Regions from separate parts of the Pan troglodytes genome. Here regions 2 and 3 are each linked to region 1. The links are chromatin contacts, called in public HiChIP or PLAC-seq maps. All regions are on one chromosome and are shown on one strand. The core of a region is the stretch at or near the end of the contact, and the rest is flanking DNA. Distances in the headings are between cores, read along the strand shown.

Region 1 (4,390 bases), core at 804-3,303:
AGGAGCAGGGTGCTCGCACCAGTAGAAACAGCACTGGTGGCTGCCGGCAAGGGAAGGAGGGCCCAAGTGGCTGAAGCCAGTGAGGGAGGGATGGAGTGTGAACAAGGCTGGATGCAGCTGGATCTGGAGGTCATGCTGAGTATTGGGGAGCCATGGAAGCTTTTCAGCAGGTGATGAGGTCAGTTTGTGATTTAGAGAACTCCCTCGAGTCTCTACACTTTCCCTGGATCTCCAGGTCCCTGTGCCGGATGTGGTCTGTGGAATGTGGTCCCACTGCGCACACATGCACACACACGAACACCACACACGTGCTCACCCAGGCCCGCCCAGCTGCTGAGCTTGCAGTTGGGCCACCTTTCTGCTGAGCCAGCCCTGCCTCAGCCTGAGCTCCAGAGAGGATGGGCTAGGCCAGCAGGGTGGGGGTGGGGGTCCCTTTTCAACCATACACCCTGGCAGGGCTGGGAGGGCCTCAGAAACCAAGGAGTATAATCTCCCCCCATTATACAGATGGGGACACTGAGGCCCAGAGAGAGGCAGAGACCCACCTAGAGTCACATAGCAACCACCTGAGTCAGGGGGTTCCTCACACCCCCAAAGCACCCCAGACGTTCCAGCTCCCACACCACAATGTTCCTCCCTCTCTGCCTTCCTCCCCTTGATATCCCTCTCTGATCCCCACACCTGCAGTTTCAGCCAGACAGGGCATCAGCCAAGTCTTGCCATTGCTGGTGTGGAGATTCGTGGGACAGATGGGCCACTCACCGTGGGTGGGTGGTCCATGGAGACCTGGGTGGCAGCCCACAGCCCTGCCTGCATCATGCACGTCATCCCATGCAGTTCATGCCCCGGGCTGATCTCAAACAGGCCCAGGCGAGACTGCTTGTCTCGGAGGCGCCAGAGAAGCCCCCGGCGGCTGGAGGTGACTGCTCTGCATCCAGCCTCAGGGGAGGGGGCCAGGACCTGGTGGGAGGAGGCACAGGACACAGCCTGTGGCAGCGTCACAGAGGAAAAAGATCAGGGTTCAAGTCCCACTTCCACTACTTGTGAGACTTCCCCTCATCTCTCTCTGCCTCAATTTCTTCAGCTGTAAAATAGAGATGATGCTGGTACCCAGAGGGGCCACACAGTGCCTGGCACGCAGTCAGCACCCGAATAGAGCAATGGTTATGATTATCAGTAGATACGGCGTGCACTCTGCAGTCAAACCTGGCCTTAGATGGACCGTCTCTCACCAACCTTGTGACTTTAGGTAAGTCATCTAACCTTTCTGTGCCTCATTTTTTCATCTGCAACATGAAAACTAGAACAGCTTCCTCGTGGTAGGTATGAACTCTTGTTACTTTTGAGTTTGAGCTCCTTGCACGGGAGCCCTTGATAGTAGGAGCTGTGATGCCGGTGATTCAGTCACATCTCTTCCATTCGCCTATGCTGAGCGCCTCCAGGCCAGCACGGAGGGGCCAGCACGATGCTTTTCATAGCCGCTGACCCACCAGTAGTGGGCATCCACCGCGTGCCCCGCACTGGATGAGAGCTTGACCTCCTAACAGCCCCCTGAAGGAGGAGCTTTAGCATCCTCTCCATTTTCCCAATGAGAAAGCTGAGGAAGTGTTGAGGGATATCCGCCAGGCCGCCCCTCGGGATACCTGGCGCCCCGTGTGGGGCGTGTCCTGGTCTTCGCCGGCTGCAGGGCCCCTCCCAGGCTTGGATGGGGGCGTGTCCGCGCCGCTCGCCGAGGGGAGGCCCGGCCCCTGCCCACCAACCCTTCCCTCTCCTGTCCTCTCTCGGGTCCGCACCTACCTCGCGGGGCCCCCGGCTCGGCGCAGCCATCGCCCCCGCAGCAGCTTCCCGGGCTTTGGCCGCATTCCCCGCCGCCCCGCTGCAGGAGTCAGGCCCCGCCCCTACCTCGCGGCCGACCAATAGCATGGCGCCGACTGCGGCTGCATCCAATCCACGCGGGAGGCGCTGGCGATCGCCTGCGGGTCCCGCCCCCACGGCTGCAGCATCCTTCAGACCTCGGTCCGGCTGGGGCGGGGCCGCCGGACGTTGGCTGGGGTCCCTCTAAGGGAGCACCCCCATTTTCCGCCCTCGGCGTGGGGGCTCGGGTCGCTAGGGCCGCCTGGGGAGGCGAGTAACCTAAATCCTGTGCCACCCACCCATTCCGGCGTGAAATCCCCATTGCCCGTCTTTTGGGTGAAAAAACTGAGAGATCTAGAGAAAGAAGTCACTACCTCTAGGTCACACAGCAAAGTCGGGGACATCCATTCATTGAACACATAGATATTGAACACCCACTGTGGGCCAGCAGTGCTAGGCCCTGGGGATTTAGTGGTGAGCGAGAGGGAGGGGCTCAGCTGCCTGCGTGATCTTTAAAAGCATAACTTGGATGATGTCACTCTCGTGCTTAAAGCCTCCAGTGGCTCCCATGGCAATGGAACAAAACCCAAACCCCTCACCCTGACCCCAGGCCCATCTCAAACCACTCACCCTACACTTAACCACTGAGCCGCCCGGCCCCTCCTGTTCCTTAGCCGCCAAACTCTCCCATTCAAGCCTCTGCATTTTGCTATTCCCTCTGCTTGAAACTCTTGACCCCAGACTGCTACTCGCCTCGTTCTTTCGTCACCTTGCCAGACTCCAACAGAGCGCTCCCCTCCCCAACTCCTGATCACATCACCTTTATTTTCTTTCCCACCCTAACACTGTCAGAGACTGTCTTGTTTATTGTTTATCACGTCTCCCCCTGGAGTGGGAATGCCATGAAAGCGGGGCCATGTCATTCCTGCTTCCTGGCTGAGTGCCTGGCACAAGCCTGTGCTGGATGAGTGTCTATGGGACCAAGGCGAGTAGGACGTGCAAAGGGCCTTGGTGAGTCCAGGAAGTGAAAGGCCAGAGTGGCTGGAGTGAAGAGGGGAAAGCACGCTGAGGCAGGGCCCTGTGGGGACCCAGAGAGGTAACTGTGAGTATGGGTGTGAGTGTGAGGCACCAAGGTTAGAGGGTTTTGTTTGTTTTAAGACAGAATCCCCCTCTGTGGCCCGCGCTGGAGTGCAATGGCGCAATCTCGGCTCACTGCAACCTCTGCCTCCAGGTTCAAGTGATTCTCATGCCTCAGCCTCCCAAGTAGCTGGGATTATAGGCAGGCGTCACCATGTCCAGCTAATTTTTTTTTCTTTTTTTCTGAGACAGAGTCTTGCTCTGTCACCCAGGCTGGAGTGCAGTGGCACAGTCGCAGCTAACTGCAACCTCCGCCTCCCGGGTTCAAGAGATTCCTCTGCCTCAGCCTCCTGAGTAGCTGGGGCTACAGCCGCGTGCTACCATGCTGGGCTTTTTTTTTTTTTTTTTTTTTTTTTTGAGACAGTCTCTCTCTGTCGCCAGGCTGGAGTGCAGTGGCATGATCCCAGCTCAGTTCAACCTCTGACTCCCCGGTTCAAGTAATTCTCCTGCCTCAGCTTCCCGAGTAGCTAGGATTACAGGCATTCACCACCACATCCAGCTAATTTTTGTATTTTTAGTAGAGCCGGGGTTTCACCATGTTGGCCAGGATGGTCTTGATCTCCTGACCTTGTGATCCGCCCACCTCAGCCTCCCAAAGTGCTGGGATTACAGGCATGAGCCACCACGCCCAGCCATTTTTGTATTTTTTTTTTTTTTCGAGACGGAGTCTCGCTCTGTCGCCCAGGCTGAAGTGCAGTGGCACCATCTCAGCTCACTGCAAGCTCCACCTCCTGGGTTCATGCCATTCTCCTGACTCAGCCTCCCAAGTAGCTGGGACTACAGGTGCCTACCACCACGCCTGGCTAATTATTTGTATTTTTTTTTAGTAGAGACGGAGTTTCACCGTGTTAGCCAGGATGGTCTCGATCTCCTGACCTTGTGATCCGCCTGCCTCAGCCTCCCAAAGTGCTGGGATTACAGGCGTGAGCCACCGCACCCGGCCCCATTTTTGTATTTTTAGTAGACACGGGGTTTCACCATGTTGGCCAGGCTGGTCTCCAACTCCTGACCTCAAGTGATCTGCCCACCTTGGCCTCCCAAAGTGCTGGGATTACAGGCGTGAGCCACCGTGCCTGGTCAAGGTGTGCATTTTTGAAGGGCACTGGTTGTTATGCATAGTTGGACTGGTGGGGCCAGAGTGGGCAGGAGAAGCAGTGAGGAAGCCATCTGTGACTTAGGGCAGAGGATGGTGGCTTTGCATCAGGAAGGTGGCTAGAGGCCAGGAGAAAAGGGGAGGGAGAACTGATAAAGCTCAGGGTCCTGTGGATGGGGGGATAAGGAAGAAAGCCAGGTTAGGGACATGGTACACCAGTCACTAGAGGGGGCAGGGCATGAGGGGGACAGCCAGATTTGGGAGAAGTCTGAGAATTCAGCTCATGAGAGGATGCATTTGAGTTTC
Region 2 (4,264 bases), core at 55-2,554, 150 kb before region 1:
CCGCGCCCACTCCAATGGCTTCTTGCAGGAAGAGAGGGTACCGAGAGTCTGGGGGAGTGTAAGATCAGGGGAGCACCGCCCTGAACGCAGAAAGGCTTGGGGAAACAGTAGAGAGATTTGCATGGCCACAGCTTGAGGGGTGGGGTGTGAACTGGAAAGAGCCTCCAATGTCACATTCAGGTTCTTCGGGGACAGAGAGGCCAGACTGGGGGGCTAGGTCTCAGGATCCACCTGCAGAGGGCTGGAGAGGAGGGGGCAGATTGAAGCGGGGCAGAGGAGGCAGAAAAGACGGCTTTGCTGGAGGCTGTCCTTGGGCAGAGCTGGAGGGGGAATCTGGGGGCCGCTGGTGCCAGGAAGATGCGAGGGAAGGGATGGGCGCGATGGGGGAGGGAGATGTGGGGGTGAACGGTGAGCTGGCGCCTGCATAAGGACAGCAGGCCTCCCCACTGCTATCCTCCTGGCCCAACAGCGAATAGCGTGAGTCAAGAGAATCCCCTCACTCAGACACCCAGGTTCGGGTCCCAACTTTGTCGCCGTGTGACCTTGGGCAAATGACCTCACCTCTGAGCCTCAACGTCCTCTTCTGCAAAATGGGTTAGTGATCCTGATATGGGGCTGTTGATTCAGGATTCGGCGGGAACGCCCAGCACTTCCTGAGTACACAAGAGTGCTGAGAAAATGGTAGCTGTTTTTTGCGATTACTGACTCGGGGCCCGACCAGCTCTGGCACGACTCAGCGGAGGTGGGAGCCCTGCGGGTCCCATCCCTGCCTCCCGGAGAGCCAGGCCCCAGCGATAGAAGGCCCGGGCGTTGCTTGCTCGTCGCCGCTAGTGCCGCCGCGCCCCCTGGCGGCCGTCGGTTGCCATGTCAACGGAGAGTGGCGGGGACCGGGGGAGGCGGAGGCGGGGGCCGTTCTCTCCTCCCAGGGCCGGAGGACGCTCCCTCCGCGCCTCCCGCCTTCGCCTCTGTGGGGGCACTCCGAGCCGGGGAGGAAGGGGCTTTCCGCTGCAGCCGACATGTGGGGGTAAACTGAGGCACGCGGCAGGGCGCCCGCAGCCAGGTGCCAAGCGCGGGGCCCCACCTCCGAAGGCGGAGGAGGGGCCGCGGGCGGTGACGCGCCGAGGGCGGCCGGCGGACAGCGAGCGAGCGGGCGGGCGGGCGGGCGGTGGCGGCGGCGGCAGGTGCGGCCGTGGAGGGTGGGAGGGAGGAGGGCGGGGGCGGGCGGAGGAGGAGGGGAGGGCGAGGCCGGGCACCTCCCCCTTTATAACGCGCCCCCTCCTGGGCTCTCGGGCCGTCTCCTAGTCGGCTCTTCCCGTCTCGCCCCCTCGCCCGGCCGCCCCGGGCCCGGGTCCGACCAGGGAGCTCCCAGGCCGCGGCTCGGGGGCTGCCCCCCCGCCCGCCGCCCCGCGCAGCCCGGCGGAGGCGGCGCCGTCGGAGGAGGAGGAGCAGGGCACTGCGGCTGGCCCCGGATCGGGCGCCAGAGCGGCAGCAGCTTCGGCAGCAGCGGCGGCCCGGGCCCATGCAGCGGGACGCGCCACCCCGAGCCCCAGCTCCGGCGCCCCGGCTCCCCGCGCCCCCGATCGGGGCCGCCGCTAGTAGTGGCGGCGGCGGAGGCGGGGGCAGCGGCGGCGGCGGCGGCGGAGGCGCCTCTGCAGCTCCGGCTCCCCCTGGCCTCTCGGGAACTACAAGTCCCAGGGGGCCTGGCGGCGGGCGGCGGGCGGAAGAGGCGGGGTCGGCGCCGCGAGGCCGGAAGTGGCCGTGGAGGCGGAAGTGGCGCGGCCGCGGAGGGGCCTGGAGTGCGGCGGCGGCGGGACCCGGAGCAGGAGCGGCGGCAGCAGCGACTGGGGGCGGCGGCGGCGCGTTGGAGGCGGCCATGGCAAAGCAGTACGACTCGGTGGAGTGCCCTTTTTGTGATGAAGTTTCCAAATACGAGAAGCTCGCCAAGATCGGCCAAGGCACCTTCGGGTAAGGCTGGGCCCCTCGGGGCCGGGAGCCCTGGGCCTGCACCCCTAGGGCCGACGTCGGGATGCCCGGGCCCCCCCCCGAGTTGGTAGAGAAGTCGTCTGTCCCCGGGCTTGCCTGCTGGTCTCTAGGCCGCGCCGCACCCCGCCCTGGCCTGACGGAGCCGGCTGGTGGGGAGGAGCCTGAGGCCCGTGGTGGGGGCGGGGAGGGGCTGCAGAGAGGCGCCCGTGAGGGGAGCGGGATCTCTCCAAGGGACGCCCAAGTGAGGAGAAGGGACTGAGGGAAGGAAGCAGAGGCTCCGAACGAGACAGGGTGCCGGGTGGCGGGGTAGCCGCGTGCCCTGGGTACCTAGCCCAGCCCCGCCCAGGAATCTCTTTGCTGCTGCCCCTCCTCCTGTAGTGGGGGAGGGGCGGGCCCTGCGGAAATGGCCTGATGAGTTCTCGGGTCTCCCTTTCCGCCTGCAGGGAGGTGTTTAAGGCCAGGCACCGCAAGACCGGCCAGAAGGTGGCTCTGAAGAAGGTGCTGATGGAAAACGAGAAGGAGGGGGTGAGTACGGATCGGGCGTGCGGGCCGGCCGGCTAACTGCCCGGGACCCCGGGTCGGTTTTCCACCCTGCTGCTTCTGGGAGTCTCAGGTTGAGATTTAATTTTTTTGTAGTAGTTCAGAAATTTCCAGGGAATGTGGCTTCCACCCTAAAACTAAATGTTTCATTCTTAGGCAGTTATGGGTGAGGCCAGGAGGGGGAGTTGATGCGTGCATCGTGTGCACTTTATCTCACGAAGTTAGGAAGCCTTTAAACACCTTTTTTTAGTGTTAAATTTCGCTTAATGTAAAGGAAAGATTATATATGCATGCTTTTTGAAAGGTGTCTGATACTCAACTATTTAACGTATTTAAAAGGAGCGGTCCCTTCTCCACCCCATCTTAGCTCTAGTACAACTTCCCATAAACCTTCTTTTGCCTAATGTGCTTTAGCAAGGACATTTTTAAATCATCATGTTTGTTGCCAACGAAACAGCCATAGAGCTGAAATTTGAAGACTGAAACTGCCGAGCATTTAGTGGCTAATAGCAAAGTATTGCTGTTTCAGTTTGTTGTCTCAAACCATCACCTTGAAGTGTGCATGCTACTAATGTCCATTTTATAGACAAGGCTTCTGAGACAGCTGGTTTCAGAGCCCATGATCTTGCTCTCTCTCCCAACTTGGCTGTCAGTACAGACCCCAGGGCTGGGCTCTGTACTGCGCTCACTCTTGACCACTTTCCCCTCTCTCCCACCCAGTTCCCCATTACAGCCTTGCGGGAGATCAAGATCCTTCAGCTTCTAAAACACGAGAATGTGGTCAACTTGATTGAGATTTGTCGAACCAAAGGTAAGTTGTTTGGTGCTTACGAGAAGATGACACTTGTAGCCTAAGGTTTTGTTTGTAAAGTTGGAACTAGGCACACCTAAACTGCCTCTTCTTAACTCAGATGGACCCCTGGTGACTGCTTTTTCTGGTCCTCTTTCATCGTAGCTGGTGCTTCCTCGGGGCCTGCCCTGGCCCAGAAGAGGCACTCAGAAAATATTTGACCGGTGAAGGAAGGAACAGACAGATGCTCTGGAGGGCATGGGTGCCCGTGGGTTGGAGCAGGAAGAAAGAAGCTGGTTGTGGGAAAGTGTGTTGGGTGTGGTTTTCTTGAGTTTTTCTTCTTTCTATTCCTGCCTCAGCTTCCCCCTATAACCGCTGCAAGGGTAGTATATACCTGGTGTTCGACTTCTGCGAGCATGATCTTGCTGGGCTGTTGAGCAATGTTTTGGTCAAGTTCACGCTGTCTGAGATCAAGAGGGTGATGCAGATGCTGCTTAACGGCCTCTACTACATCCACAGAAACAAGGTGGGGGCCAGAGCTGGGAGGAGGACCCAGGCTTGGGCTGGTCTTGGCTCCCACTCCCGGGTGGATGTCACTAAAGGACCCACTCTTGCCCTTCCTGCAGATCCTGCATAGGGACATGAAGGCTGCTAATGTGCTTATCACTCGTGATGGGGTCCTGAAGCTGGCAGACTTTGGGCTGGCCCGGGCCTTCAGCCTGGCCAAGAACAGCCAGCCCAACCGCTACACCAACCGTGTGGTGACACTCTGGTACCGGCCCCCGGAGCTGTTGCTCGGTGAGGACTCCCGAGCGGGCCAAGGGGGGCGAGGGCCAGGCATCTACCTGGCCCCTTCCCCCCAACTGCCAGGGCTTCTTGAGCTGCCGGCCCTGGGGCATTGAGCCTCAGGAGGCCCTCGGGCTCAAGGGGCCCTCCTGGTGCGCTCTTCTT
Region 3 (4,588 bases), core at 807-3,306, 200 kb before region 1:
CTTCCATCAGGCCTGGGGGCATCTTGTCCATCTCATCGAAGAGGAAGAGGGAGCGGCCACAGGCAGTGAGGTTCCCTTGGACCCAGCTCTTCAGATCCTTCTGTAGGGGAGACACAGGAGTTCCAGGGGGGCTGGAGAAACTCCCCCAACCCCAGACCTCTTCCCAAACCAAAAACTAACCTCCTTTCTAGGGAAGGATGTGGTCTTCCAGAGAGCACCAACCTCTTAGTGAGACTGATGGTGAAACTGTATCCCAGATTGGGGCAGAGACTTGCCCAAAGTCACACAGCCAGTCAGAACAGGGACTCAAACCCAAGCCTCCCACTTCCCTGTTCAGGGCTCCTTCCACAACACCTGCTGCTTTCTATAAAAGGGGAAGTCTCCTTCCTGCTCCCTGAAACTACACAGCAGTGTTGACGGCTGAAACTGATCAGCCTGGTGGGTACCCAGCAATCAACAACAGTAGTAATAAGAGCCAATATTTCCCGATGCTTCCTCTGAGCCACAAACTGGGGCTGATTTCCAGCAAGACAACAGTGCAGATTATCTGACAAACATAGGTGCTCCATAAATGATATCTGCAATGGTATAATCTCATGTCCCTCACAACAACCCTGGCATGTAGGTACTGCCAGGGTTCCTTACTGCCCCAAGGAATCAAAGTACTCCCTGCCAGGTAGAATGACACCTTCCCAAGTTCTCTGCAGGATGGGTCCTGAGGGCTGGGGCTGCAGCCGTGTGTGGCCTGGAGCAGGTGACTCCCCTGTCTGGGCTCAGGACTTACTCCCTAGGGTGGCACCCCATGGTGAGAACAGTGGTCAAGGACGCATCCAGCCTACCTTGTAGCGCTCGATGTGGCTGGGGTGGGGGAAGTGGAGGACGGGAGAAAAGTGGTGCACGCGGGGGCTGCGGAGGCCGCCCTGGAAGAGGTAGTGCGCCAGCAGGGAGCTGACATAGGATTTGCCGGTGCCGGTCCAGCCGTGCAGGGAGAGGACCAGCGGCTTGGTGGGGGCTGGGTCCCGCACAAAGGCCTTCAGCGCCTTCACCACCAGCGCCTTGGCCAGATGCTGGCCGGCCAGGTGCTGAGCCAGGTCACACTCCAGACCTAGGGCCACAGGAGGATGGTGAGGACACATCCCACCGAGGCAGAGGTTCAAGGAGAACGTCATGTCTGGAACCTGGTCTGGGACTCCTGTGTCCTTACGTTTGTCCAAGCTGCCTATGCACATGGCACGCAAACCTTGGGGTCTGTGGCGGAAAAGAGCCACCTTCGGGCCTGATTCAGCTCGGCAGCGCCCCCACCAGGCGGTCCTCCAGATTGCACTCAGCCCTAAATGCGAGCTGTCAACGGGGTCAGCCGCAGACCCCGCCCATCCCCAAGGCGCACTGCACTTCTCCTTTGACGGCCAGGCCATTCCGGGGAGGCCCAAGAACTTCCACCAAGGGTTCTGCTGGCTGAGGCCTCTCTCCAGGTTGGCAGGGCCTCCTGGACCTCAACGGGTACCCTCCACCCTCCCAAGTCTGCGGGCCCCGCCCCTCGGTCCCACCCTCTGGGTCCTCAGCTTCTCTGGCCGGCGCCAGCCGGGCTCCCAGCGCTCCCGCGTCTGCCCGCGTCCGCCCGCCCCTCGCTCCGGGCTCCCTGGCGCCTCACCCGGCAAGTCGGGCCGGAAGTCGCATTCGCAAAAGGCGCCCAAGTTGCAGCGCAGGGAAGCCAGGTCCCAGGCGGCGGCCGCGGTCGAGACCAGCCCGAGCAGCCCGAGGAGCGAGCCCCAGGGCCGGCAGCCGCGCGTCGCAGCCGCCATCCGGGTGAGGCCCGAGCTCGGTGTGGGGCAGTCAACTGCCTCGCCCGGGAACTGCAACTCCCGGCGTGCACCGCTCCGCAGCAGCCACGCCCATCGCCTACAACTCCCGACGCTCCTCTCCCCGCCTCCAAGGCCCGCCCGTCGTTCCGCAGCAGGACCAGAAGGTGGCCTCCAGGGGGAACCCGCGAACCGTCCAATCCGGGACGGCGGGCCGCGTTTCCATGGCCACGGTAACTAGGGGACCATCGTAGTGGCTGAGAAAGAATAAATAAAGGATTACGACCACAAAGGGCGACGTAACAATTACAGCAAAAACTTGTGCGGAACCTTACGCCTTGCAAAGCGCCTTTTCCATGCTCCTTTTTTCTTCTATATGACAAAAGTGCCTTCACTAACAGCTTTTGGTGAGCACTTACTCTGTGCCATTAGTGCTAAGTGCCTATATACCTTATAATATGGTAATAGTATCTGCTATCCAGAGAAATGGTGCTGTTCCAGTGAGATAAAGGCACACAAATTGTCTGGCTCAGAAAGTGATCAATAATACATGATCATCAACATTCCGTTGTGTATGAAACAGGACTGTCCCTCACCTAGCAGCAACTGTGGCCAAATGCTTGGCATCAGTCCTGGGAGATGGGTTCTGTTGTTGTCCCCATCTTAAGGAGGAATTTGGGACCGAAGAGGTTAAGCCTCTTACCCAATGTCACGCAGCTGGTAAACAATAGAACTAAACCCAAGTCTGGCTGCTACCAGAGCCGTAGTGCGTGGTTGCATGTTATCAGCCTCTCTTGGTCAAAGGATTCAGAAGGCAAAGGACTCCAGACGTTTGAGGTTCAGCGCACAGGCTCCCCAGGCCTCCAGCTTGGCCTGGATTCGTTTTGATCCACGTTGCCCACCTCCCCCACCCACTGGAGTAAGGGAACCAAGACAACAGCCTTCATGGCCCACCTCAAAGACCCTGTCCCTGCCAACCTCAACACATAGTCACACACACACACACACACACACACACACACACACACACACACACACGACTTCTGGGGCCAAATATCAGAACCTGAAAAAGAAATATTTCCGGCCAGGTGCGGTGGCTCATGCCTGTAATCCCAGCACTTTGGGAGGCCGAGGCGGGTGAATCAACATGGCGAAACCCCGTCTCTACTACAAATACGAAAATTAGCCGGGCGTGGTGGCAGGCGCCCGTAATCCTGGCTACTCTGGAGGCTAAGGCAGGAGAATCGCTTAAACCCGGGAGGCGGAGGTTGCAGTGACAAGAGTGAAACTCCGTCTCAAAAAGAAAAAGAAAGGAAAGGAAAGGAGAAAGAGAAAGAATGAAAAGAGAGAGAAAGAAGGAAGGAAGGAAGGAAGAAAGAAAGAAAGAGAAGAAGAAAAGGAAGGAGGGAAGGAAGGAAGGAGAAAGAAGAAAGAAAGAAAAAGAAAGAAAGAGAGGAAGGAAGGAAGGAAGGAGGCCGGGCGCGGTGGCTCACGCCTGTAATCCCAGCACTTTGGGAGGCTGAGGCGGGCGGATCACAAGGTCAAGAGATCAAGACCATCCTGGCCAACATGGTGAAACCCCGTCTCTATTAAAAGTACAAAAATTAGCTGGGCGTAGTGGCGCATGCCTGTAATCCCAGCTACTGGGGAGGCTGAGGCAGGAGAATCGCTTGAACCCGGGAGGCAGAGGTTGCAGTGAGCTGGGATTGTCACTGCACTCCAGCCTGGCGACAGAGCAAGACTCCATCTCAAAAAAAAAAAAAAAAAAAACAAGAAAGAAAGAGAGAGAGAAAGAAAAGGAAGGAAAGAAATAAAAGAAGAAAACGAGTAGTTCCCACTATCAAGGAGAAAAAAGGAGAGAAGTCTGGGTCCAGGAAGCCAGGTGGAGCCTTTCCCACTCTGCTGCTGCTGTGACCCGGGAAAAGTCCCTTCTCCTTTCAGGCACCAGTCTTCCAGAGGGGAGTTGGGATCATAGATTTCAAAAAGCCCTTCCACCCCAAATCCTTGGATTTTTGGTTGTGCATTTGTGGGAACTGTTGCCATGGCATCCATCCCAGGGCAGGGCAGCGGATAGGAGCACTGGGTTGGAATTAGCTATTTATCTCTCCTGCTGGTCTGTGAGCTTCCAGAAAGCAAGGATTGGGTTTTCATACTTGCTGTAACCCTGGCTCCTGGCACAATCTGGACTGTCCCAGGTGCTAAAGAAGTATTTGTTGTTGAGTCCTAATTAGGGAAAATGAGTCATGCTGATGGGACCAGGGGAAAGCAAAAAGAGAAAGCAGATAAGCTTGAAGTCTGCCTTTTTTTTTTTTTTTTTTTTTTTTTTTTTGAGACAGAGTCTCGCTCTGTCACCCAGGTTGGAGTGCAGTGGCGCGATCTTGGCTCACTGCAAGCTCCACCTCCCAGGTTCACGCCATTCTCCTGCCTCAGCCTTCCGAGCAGCTGGGACTACAGGCGTCCACCACCACGCCCGGCTAATTTTTTGTATTTTTAGTAGAGACAGGGTTTCACCATGTTAGCCAGGATGGTCTTGATCTCCTGACCTGGTGATCCACCTGCCTCAGCCTCCCAAAGTCCTGGGATTACAGGCATGAGCCACCGTGCCTGGCCAGAAGTCTGCCTTCTTGATGGTTCAGGACACACAGCCCTCCTGTGCCCAACTTCTCACCGGACGCATGTAGGTTAGCCCACTGCAACCTTGGCATTATCAGTACTGCAGAAAGCCCTGTTCAGCACACAGCAGAAATGCCATCCCATAAAAACTCACAGCAAGGCTTTGTCTCTTTGCA

Evidence for each region. HiChIP or PLAC-seq counts read pairs in DNA pulled down with a chosen protein or histone mark.
Region 2: an H3K4me3 HiChIP or PLAC-seq map of stem cell-derived excitatory neurons shows a contact between it and region 1, with 2.9 times the contacts expected there. The contact joins the promoter of CDK9 here to the promoter of PIP5KL1 in region 1. A contact is called at or near these places in 2 of 7 Hi-C or Micro-C datasets (induced pluripotent stem cells and stem cell-derived neural progenitor cells) and 1 of 1 datasets of contacts at active chromatin or transcription factors (stem cell-derived excitatory neurons).
Region 3: an H3K4me3 HiChIP or PLAC-seq map of stem cell-derived excitatory neurons shows a contact between it and region 1, with 4 times the contacts expected there. The contact joins the promoter of TOR2A here to the promoter of PIP5KL1 in region 1. A contact is called at or near these places in 2 of 7 Hi-C or Micro-C datasets (blood and stem cell-derived neural progenitor cells) and 1 of 1 datasets of contacts at active chromatin or transcription factors (stem cell-derived excitatory neurons).

Annotation. Positions count from the first base shown.
Region 1 is chr11:10,522,639-10,527,028 of NHGRI_mPanTro3-v2.0_pri, reverse strand. PIP5KL1 (phosphatidylinositol-4-phosphate 5-kinase like 1) reads right to left here and starts at 2,053. Exons shown (of 10, transcript XM_520281.8): 1 at 1,798-2,053; 2 at 763-960. The coding sequence starts at 1,923.
Region 2 is chr11:10,667,481-10,671,744 of NHGRI_mPanTro3-v2.0_pri, reverse strand. CDK9 (cyclin dependent kinase 9) reads left to right here and starts at 1,304. Exons shown (of 7, transcript XM_520277.9): 1 at 1,304-1,965; 2 at 2,427-2,508; 3 at 3,244-3,334; 4 at 3,673-3,839; 5 at 3,940-4,111. The coding sequence starts at 1,520.
Region 3 is chr11:10,718,001-10,722,588 of NHGRI_mPanTro3-v2.0_pri, reverse strand. It overlaps TOR2A (torsin family 2 member A), which reads right to left and starts at 2,056. Exons shown (of 5, transcript XM_520274.7): 1 at 1,652-2,056; 2 at 840-1,105; 3 at 1-100. The coding sequence starts at 1,802. SH2D3C (SH2 domain containing 3C) reads right to left here. Exons shown (of 12, transcript XM_016961717.4): 12 at 1,967-2,056. The coding sequence ends at 2,037.